Linked DNA regions of Mus musculus: region 2 is linked to region 1. The links are chromatin contacts, called in public promoter capture Hi-C maps. All regions are on one chromosome and are shown on one strand. The core of a region is the stretch at or near the end of the contact, and the rest is flanking DNA. Distances in the headings are between cores, read along the strand shown.

Evidence for each region. Capture Hi-C pulls out chosen DNA fragments and counts their contacts.
Region 2: a promoter capture Hi-C map of adipose tissue shows a contact between it and region 1. The contact joins the promoter of Cdr2l here to the promoter of Fads6 in region 1. A contact is called at or near these places in 3 of 39 promoter capture datasets (the HPC-7 cell line, hematopoietic stem and progenitor cells and macrophages), 1 of 484 Hi-C or Micro-C datasets (bone marrow-derived macrophages), 3 of 115 datasets of contacts at active chromatin or transcription factors (embryonic stem cells and pancreatic cancer cells) and 3 of 9 other capture datasets (adipose tissue, liver and pancreatic islet).

The regions. Positions count from the first base shown.
Region 1 is chr11:115,296,303-115,301,275 of GRCm38.p6, forward strand. It overlaps Fads6 (fatty acid desaturase domain family, member 6), which reads right to left and starts at 1,260. Exons shown (of 6, transcript NM_178035.5): 1 at 1,012-1,260; 2 at 236-402. The coding sequence starts at 1,174.
Region 2 is chr11:115,378,865-115,383,825 of GRCm38.p6, forward strand. Cdr2l (cerebellar degeneration-related protein 2-like) reads left to right here and starts at 3,052. Exons shown (of 5, transcript NM_001080929.1): 1 at 3,052-3,537. The coding sequence starts at 3,459.

The DNA.
Region 1 (4,973 bases), core at 10-2,509:
ATAGGATGCGAACTGCTCATTAACGCCAACTTCCTCTCAAGGCCTTGGATGAATACACGGGTACACACACACACACACACACACACACACGCACACGCACACGCACACGCACATGCACACTCCCTCTGTATTGCACACCACACACTTGGATCTACCCACCCTCTGCGGCAGCTCCCTGTCCATGTGAATGGGCACACAGAGTTGCCCAGCAACTGCCCCATCCCGCCAGGCTCACCTCCAAAAAGAAAATCATCAAGATCTTGCTCCAGCGTTTGGACTCTGTGAGGGCACTGTGAGTGGCCAGGTGGCTGCCCTTGACGGTGAGTGTATAATGGCACACACCCAAGATTGTGATGCCCGTGGCAAAGGCCAGGATATTATGGGCGCGTAGGCACAGGAACCCTGCAAAGAGGACGGACCAGGGATCAGGATCTTTCGCCACCTTTTGAAAATATGAGTCCAGACCCACATACACACACTTTCCCAAATCCGGAGCCAAAGAGGGCCAGCCTTCGGCCTGTGACAGGTTCCTCTAAGGCCTGAGAGGGGTGGTTTGACTTTCTCCGTGGGATTTGGAACACACAAAAAAAATCCCCACTGGGCTTTTCAAGGATATTTTGCTGTCCTCGTTCTGCCCGGTCACCCTCCTGAGCCCCCGCCAGAGCAGAGATGGGGACTGGATGTCACAGAGCCATTAGACCGCTAGATGTGCAGCCGGCTTCCTCAGTCCTACTCATCCCATCTCCGGTGTCCCCTGTAGAACATGCTCTTCCCTTCTTCCGGTTCACTTTCCCCTTCCCCACGGCTCCTTGTGCAACTTTTTCCTCCACCACTTTCAAGCATCGGACTTCCTCCCACCTCCAGCGGGACATGAGTTGAACACCCCCAGCTAGACTTTGGAGAGTGAGGTGGGATCCAGGATCCTCAAGTCCTGAGGTTCCCTTCCAGCCTGCACCACCTTCAGCCGCGCCACCCCCATCCGCAGCCCGTGTCTCTGTGTTTCCGTCGTACCTGCCGGCAAGGCGAGCAGGCTGAGAGCGAGGATGGCGCAGTCCACACCGTGGCGCTCCCACCACGAGCTCGCCCGCACCACATCCTGCACCTGACGCTCCAGCTCTTTCAGCAGCGCCTCAGCAGCGCCGTCCCCCGGAGGCGCACTACGAACGGTCTCCATGGGTTCCCTGGACTCACCGAGCTGGGGACAAGCGAGGAGGACCCGGGATTCGGGTGTGAGCTCGGTTGCTGCGCCGGAGAGAACACGCGGGGAGGAGGGGAGGAGCGGAGGGGCGGAGTCACGCATCTGGCTGGGACACCACTAGCCTGAGGTCACCGTGGGAGGCGCGGGGTACCTTCTGCCACGCACAGCCATGACCCGTGACCTAGGCGGGGCCTAGAAGCAGCCTCTCCCGCCAGCCCTTGATACCAGGGCAGCTTGGGGAGGGAGGAGCCAGAGTGGTGCGCGGGGTGGGGAGATGACCCTGAGACAAGGACCAACCTGGGGTAGAGGGAACAGGACTGGGACAAAGTAGCAGACCCCCGAAGGCCTTAACTGTTCATCCACCTCCTCTCAGTCTCCATCTCGGGTTCGTTGTGCGTTCTTAGTCCCCAAACCCAAGTATTTCTATCTCATTAAATTATTAATTTGTATGTGTAGATGTGTCCACGCGGAGTTCAGAGGATAGTTAACATGGGGGCGGAGGGAGTTTGCTCTGGTTTTAAGCAGAAGTGACTTGTAGGGAGGTGGCTTTGCAGCCCGGTAATGGGTAGATAGATACAGAGAAAACATGTCCTGAGTTCACCACTGGGTAGGCAGACATACTGCTAGAATGTCTCTCCAGCTCCACTGGATGGGGACAGCCAGGTCTGAATGGGCCTGGGACAAGCATGAGACTTGAGAATGCCTCTTCCCCTAACATCGGTGCTGACGCAACTGTCACCAGCGTGACTGAGCTGGCGTGGTCCTTTGAGGATAAGCGCCTGACTCCCTTCTCTGCCCCCTTTACATCTTCACAGTACTCCCCCCAGTTTCATTTCAAAGCCCTTTAAAAAAAAAAAAAAACCCGACTGAGTCCTGTGTGTGTTTTCCCAGGAGACCCTTGGGCAGTAGGGCACGAGTGAGGGAGAGCGAGCTATGGCTTGAATTTCTCTCCTGGTACTCTCCTTCACAGATTCAGCTATGTTCTTCAAGTTCATGTGTGAAGCCATCCTCTGGCTACACAATTCTCTCAACTGGCCATGTAGCCCAGGCTGGTCTCAAACCTACTGTCCTGCCCAGCATCCCACATACTGGGACCTGACATTCTTTCTGAAGGGACAGGATCAAGAGGTCCTGAGCAGACCCGTGTCCTCCACTTCTAGACATTTACTAGGCTTTGTGTATTCCCATGTCACCCTGTAAAAATGACACCCACTTGTGTAGTTCAGACCTTTCTTTCTAACATCTTGGTCCTAGGGATCAAACTCAGACAGGCCCCAGAGTTACCGAATGGCTAAACTCCAAGTCCAGTTCTCTTGTTTTAGACAGAGAAAGGGAACCGCCAGTCTCCCTCATTATGTCCCACCCAGAGTCCCCACCACAAGAGTAGAATTTTTAGGGAGGAAGATGCACAAGTTTTAGAAGTGAGAATAGTATGATTTGATTAATTGGGGGACTAATTGGGGGCATAGAGGGATCCTACCGCCTTTATCATAAATAGAAGTTCCTGGTACTTCCAAGCCTGCTGCCAAGCCGCAGCTACCCTGGTATACATCACTAATAGCAATCTAAAGGGGGAAAAGGCTGCGAAGATGTCAGGAGCTGGCAGGAGGGGGCTGGAGAGATGGCTCAGCAGTTAAGAGCACCTGCTGCTCTTGCAGAGGGCCGGTCTGGTTCCCAGAACCCACATGGCAGCTCACAATCCTCTGTGACCCTAGTTTCCGGGGGGGGGGGGGGGGAATCTAACATCCTCTTCTGACCCATCTGTGGTGGACATATGTGCACGGAGGCAAAAGACTCGAAAAGAGAAAATACAATTTTTACAAAAGTAAAGAGGAGCTTGGGGGAGGCCGACAGCGTGTGAGGTGGAGTGAGCCAACGGCTTTCTGGAGATGGCTGAGCTTGGTTTGAAGGGCTTTGACTGAGGAAAGGCACAGGGTATTCTACGTTCTCAAGGCATAGGGGTGCGGGGGGAGGGGCAAGAGCAGAGAAAAATCAATGGAAGGCAGGAAAGGAAGACTGGTACCAGGGGCTGGAGGTATCTTGACTGGCAGGTAGAGATGGTGAGGCTTATCTCTAGAGGCTACAGGAGCCACCATGGGCTTTAGACCAGGGGAGGGGATTGTGTAATGTGTTTAGGGAGGCTTGTCTATATCAGGAAGAGATGAAGAAGAATCTAAGGAATGTCTCAAGATAGCCAAGCAAAAAGGTACCATGGCAGGAGAAGAGGCTGAGGCTGTAAAATGTACAGGGACAGAGGAGATGTAAACAGCCTGTGAAATACACAAAGAAATACACAAATGACCAGCAGGCTTCAGGTCAGTAGCCTGGGGAAACATGAACACATCCAGGAAACATGCCTAAAATGAATGTCAAAACTCAGTTCTGAGGAAGACTGCACAGCAACTGGGCTACCAACTGTCAGGACTTTGGGTATTGTTTTGTTCTGTTGTGGCTTGAGAATCCAAACCTTGGCCTTGCACCTGCTGGGCAAGCCTATCACTGGACTATAATAACTCTAGCCCTTGGTTTGTTGAAATTGAGTCTCACCATGTAGCTGAGGCTGTCCTTGAACTCACAATCTTCCTGCCTCAGCCTCTCAAGTGCTGGAATTACAGATAAGTGTCACTAACCCAATGACACTTTTGTAGAAGTTGAATATATACCCACGGTATGACCCAGCAATTCAGCTCCCAGGCAGCTGCCCGACAGGAATGAAAACATATGTCCATGGGCTAGTGAGATAGCTCAGCAGGTAAGAGTACTGTCTGCTCTTCCGAAGGTCCTGAGTTCAAATTCCAGCAACCACATGGTGGCTCACAACCTCTGCAATGTGGTCTGATGCCCTCTTGTGGTGTGTCTGAAGAGAGCAATACTAAATACATAAAATAAATAAATAAATCTTAAGAAAGAAAGAAAGAAAGAAAGAAAGAAAGAAAGAAAGAAAGAAAGAAAGAAAGGAAGGAAGGAAGGAAGGAAGGAAGGAAGGAAGGAAGGAAGGAAGAAAGGAAGAAAGGAAGAAAGGAAGAAAGGAAGAAAGGAAGAAAGGAAGAAAGGAAGAAAGGAAGAAAGGAAGGAAGGAAGAAAGAAAGAAAGAAAGAAAGAAAGAAAGAAAGAAAGAAAAGAATACTGATTGTTCTTCCAGAGGTCCTGAGTTAATTCCCAGCAACCACATGGTAGCTTACAACCATCTTTAATGGGATCTGATGCCCTCTTCTGGTATGTCTGAAGACAGCTATGTTGTACTCATATGCATAAAATAAATAAATCTTTTTTAAAAAGATTTCATTTTATTTTTTAGCACTGTGTATGTGTCTGTGTATGTCTCTGTGTGTGTCTGTGTGTGTATGCCTGTCTCTCTGTGGTTTTGTCTATGTGTATGTGTGTGTGTGGGGGGGGGGGCATGTGCACATGAGTGCAGATACCTTCAGGCACCAGAAGAGGGCACTAGAACCCCGGGAGCTGCAGTTACAGGCAGTCGTGAGCTGCCGGACATGGGTACTAAAAACCCAACTCAGGTCTTCTGTAACAGCAATACAAGCTCTTAATGGTTGAGCCGTTTTTCCAGTCTATGCAATTCTGTTTTTTAAATAAAATAGTTTAGGACTTAACAGTTGAGAGCACTTGTTTTTTCTGTGTGTTGTAGAGGACCTGGGTTCCGTTCCCAGCACACAAACAGTGGCTCACAACTACCCATAGTTCCAGTTCCAGGGGATCTAATTCTCTTCTCTGAGCTCCAAAGGCATCTCTCTCTCTCTCTCTCTCTCTCTCTCTCTCT
Region 2 (4,961 bases), core at 1,802-4,301, 84 kb after region 1:
AAGCAATGATGAATTGAATACTGAGCCAAAACATACCTTTCTTCCTTAGAAATTGTTTCACCTTCAGTATTTTGTCATAGTGATAGAAAGCTACCCCATGATTTATAAAAAGTATATTTTATCCCACAGTTTTGGAGGATTTCAGCCCAGGATCAGTTTTGAGGGCTATGGCAAGGCAGCTCATCATAATAGGAGCACGTGATGTAACATGATCATTTGTTTCATCACCAGACTGCACAGAAAGGGAGAAGAGGCCAGGACTCCACAATCAGGTTATACCCTCAGTGACATAAAGACACACACACACACATATACAAACTCATGGATATACATATACACGCAAACATATACACACATGCATATATACCCAAAAACACATGCACACAGCATAAACACATATACACACATGCATGCATACACACATATACGCATATGCACATACATATATCCATATACACATACACATATACATACATACATATATACACACATGTATACATCCATATACCCACACACATACACACACATACATACATACACACACAAACATGTACACAAATGCATATACCCACAAGAACATATATACACACATTTATACACACATGCATGCATATACACATATGCACACACATATGCCCATATACACACACATACACACACATGCATGCATGCATACGTACGTACACACACATGTATACACTCACACACCCACACACATGCATACACATATACACATACATACGCACGCAAACATACACACATGCATATACACACATGCACACACATACATATGTACACACATGTATACACACATGCACACACATACATTCATACAGTATGCTCCATCTCTCAAAAGTGTCTATACTCCCAACAACACCACACTAAGAGTGAAGCATTTAACACATGAGCCTTGGGAGACAGTTAAGGTCCCAAGTATGGTAATGGGGGTACCTCAGTGTGGATTTAATTTGCATTTCCTGAGGATTAAATAAAACTTTGTACCTTAGTCACATTAACTGTTAACTGGGCCATTTGGATTTTTTTCCTCAAATTTGTCCAGTCAAGTCTTTTACCCATTTTCTCCTGGCCATATGCCTTTTTCCTTTGGATTTTCAGGTTTTGCCATATTCTGGCTAGATGTCCTTTTCTGGTTATATCACAACATATATTGAGTGCCTCAAGAATGTTCACACATGCTGGGCAGTGGTGGTGCAAGCCTTTAATCCCAGCACTCGGGAGGCAGAGGCAGGTGGATTTCTGAGTTCGAGGCCAGCCTGGTCTGCAGAGTGAGTTCCAGGACAGCCAGGGCTATATAGAGAAACCCTGTCTCGAAAAACCAAAAAAAAAAAAAGAATGTTCACACATGATGGGTCTCAACAAAAACAAATTACATGAATGCTGGAGGATTAGGAAAACTCCTTTAAGGAAAAAAAAATTCTTGGATGGATTAAAGCATGGCTTTTATGGGTGTAACTGGATATCGGATTTGGGTCTTAAGCAGTAAGAAACAGACCTTAAAGTGAAAAGGGCAGAATACAAGTAACACGTGCCCAAAGTTCATTCCTTCCAGCCTGTTTCCAGACATACAGGTTTTTAAACACTCCAGTTCTTTTTTTAAATGAGTTCTATTTCTATATTTATTTATTCTATATTTATGTGTATGAGTGTCTGCCTGCCTGAATGTATCTATACCATATGCATGCTTCGTACCCAAGGAGGTCTGAAGAGGAGAACTGATCCCCCGGAAGGAGTTCCAGGTGTTTCTGAACCACCATATTGATCTGAGGAATGAATCCTCAGATCTTCTACACGAGCAGTTGAGCCATCTCCAGCCCACGGCCTAGGTTCTTTTTTTTTTTTAAGAATTGTTTATTATTTGTAAGTACACTGTAGCTGTCTTCAGACACACCAGGAGAGGGCATCAGATCCCATTACAGATGGTTGTGAGCCATCATGTGGTTGCTGAGAATTAAACTCAGGACCTCTGGAAGAGGAGACAGCCCTCTTAACCACTGAGCCATCTCTCTAGCCTAAGACTCAGATTCTTAAAGGTAGGTGTGTGTGTGTGTTCACTCATGTGTGTTCATGTGTGTGTAGAGGGTACAGGACAACCTCCAAGTGTTACTGAACAAGGAGCTGTGCACCTTGCTTTTTTTGAAACACGGCCTATCACTGGCCAATTAGGCTAGGTTTACTGGCTACCATCGATCCATCTCTCCTGGCTCCCCAGCTCCCAGAGCTGGGATTTCAAGAACAAGCCACGCACTCTGCTTTTTTTTTTTTTTTAAACAAAACCAAACCTGGTAAGCACTTTTAATGTGCTGAGCCACCTCCTCAACCCCCTTAAAGTAATGTTTAGCTTTGCTTAGTTTAGTTTACAGAAAAACTTCCACACTGTAGCTTAGTCGGGCCTGGAACAAGCTGTGTTAAAAGTCTGGCCTAAGAACTCAAGATAATCCTATTGCTTCAGCCTCCTAACTCCCGTTAGTAGAGGAGGGAACCACTGTGTGTTTTCTATGTGTGAGACTTTATGTAATTACAAGTACCCAGAGGCCAGAGGTGTCAGAATTTCCCTGAAGCTGGCGTTACAGGCTGTTGGGAGCTTCCTGACGTAAGTGCCGGGAACCGAACTCAAATCCTCAGCAAGAACTCTTGACCTCGAGTGTTCCAGCAGCCAAACCCCCATTCAAGGTTCTTAAAGATGTTTCTAATTTAATACCATTTTTTAAAAAGTTCTTCGGATATATCAGTGGGTCAGCACGTTCTCCGCAGGTGAGGACCACTGTGGACATCAGACAGACCCTTGCTCCCAGGAGAGCCAGAAGGACAGATAACAAGCAAACAAAATAATTCCAGATGGACGTAAATAAAAGTCGGACGTGGAGGAAAAGCAGGACAGAGGGTTGATCCAGCAATTCCCGGACCAGGACACCAGGAAGGTCCTTGCCTTCGGTCCCGCCCCTTATTTGCATACGTCTTTTGATTGGTCTCCGGCGGCAGGTCCCACCCCGCAAAGCTGGCGGCCTGGGAAGCTGAAAGCGGGCCGGGCGGAGATGCAGCGGCGGCTCCGGGTGTCGCGGCGCGGGCCGGGCGGTGTGCGGGCCGGAGGCGGGCAAGGGGTACCCGCCGCTGCATCCGCACTCTGCTGACGCCCTAGCCCTGCAGGTGGTCCCGGGTGGTCCCAGCTGTCGTCCCACTTTGCAGTCCCCACCCCTCCGCCCTTTGTGCCGCCGCCACCCGGCGTCCCCAGTTCGGCGGGACCCGGGGAGCGCGGGAGCCAGAGGCCCCGCTGGGCGCACGGGGCCGGCAGCGGATGGCGATCACGGGCGGAGGGCGCAGGGGCGCTGCAGCCCGAGCTCCCGACGTTGGAAGCCCGGGCCGCCTCCGCCGCATTGTCCCGGGCTGCGAGCCCAGGCCCTGAGCTGCCGCAGCGCCCGCCCACCGCCACCCGCGGGGCCATGCGGAGAGCCGCGGGGATGGAGGACTACTCCGCAGAGGAGGAGGAGTCCTGGTACGACCATCAGGACCTGGAGCAGGGTGAGCGCGTTGGGGAGGGAAACAGCGTGTGCCCCAAGACCCCTGACCACTACTCCATTGTTGGGCGGTATCCCCAAGAAAAGGGCTAGGCTGGACCTGGTGAGCCCAACGGAGCATGATGCGTCTTGAGAATGGGGACGTGGACCGAGAAGGGCGCTGCCCTGGAATATTCTGACGCTGGAGAGAGACTTGCAAAAGTGTCCAGTTGACAGGGCATCCATCGCCCTTCTCATTTTAGTAGCAGCACCTACTCGCGTGCCCCGGTAGGGTATTGTTAGGGGGCCCGATTGCTAGGTAGAATGGAAGTCTTGGGGCCCACAGAGGATTCTTGTTACTTTTGCTAAGAATGCACTGTATATTGAGATAGGTCATCTCTCCAGATCAACAGCACCTGTCCGGGCTAGAATTTCTGAGCTCTAAGACTTCCAGAAAGTTTCCCCAACTCGCTTCCCTCTGCCCAGAAAGGGGGTGGTGCATGCTCACGCCTGCGAAGAAGCTGAAAGTCTCCAATCTGCCTTCCCAAGAGAGGCGTTCCCTGGTCCTTCCCTGCATGGGGCTTCCACCCAAGTGGCTCAGGATGTGAAGGGGTCCTTTAGCAATTTCAGACTTTGCCAAATGAGATCCCTGGGGAAAGAGGGAGCCACTTCCGTGGCACTCATCTAGAAAATGACTAGAGGGGAGTTAGAAGCTGGTGATGAGGTGGCTAAAATGACATCACTGAGAGGTGGAGCCGACCTGACAAGAAGGCCCGAGAGGGTCAGGGTCAAGGCCAAGGCCTGCCGAAGTAGTCAGACCCCAACCTCCTCTCTGCTGGTTCTTACTGAAACCCTGAGGGTGAGGGTCACCTGCATGCTCTGAGGTATTAAAACACAAGCCTGGCACAGTGTGTGTGTGCCACAAAGGCCGGTCTCCATCCTTAGGGCCCAGAGCCCTGGTTTTGCCAAGATGGGAAACATGCACTTGGATCCTGGAGCCTTTGTCTCCTGACCCACTTCCCCATGCAGCTGAGCTTCACCTGCAGATGAGGGGCTGTCCCTGTGCTTGTCAGTGAATCAGAACCTTGGGAGAGCTCCGCAGGGTAGAGAGTGTTGGGTTAGGCATTGCTATGCCATGAGCTTCTGTGACACCTCTTCTCTGTCCTGGCCACTACCCCTAAAACTTTACTCTCTAAACACCTACTGGCCCCATGTGAGCTCCAGACATCAGCCTGGGACCTGGGCACAGTCACAGCCTGACCCTCTGGGCACACAAGGGCTGATGGGGTAGGCCCACTTGTATGCTGCTCTAAGTGTAAGTGATTATGGGATGGCTTCCTGGGAGAGGCTAGCGCAGAAGGAAAGATGAAAAGCCGATTTCTGGCGAAGATAGCCTCTAGGGGAGGCAGATGCTAATACCATGGCGGTCGTCTCATTTAGTTCCCGCAC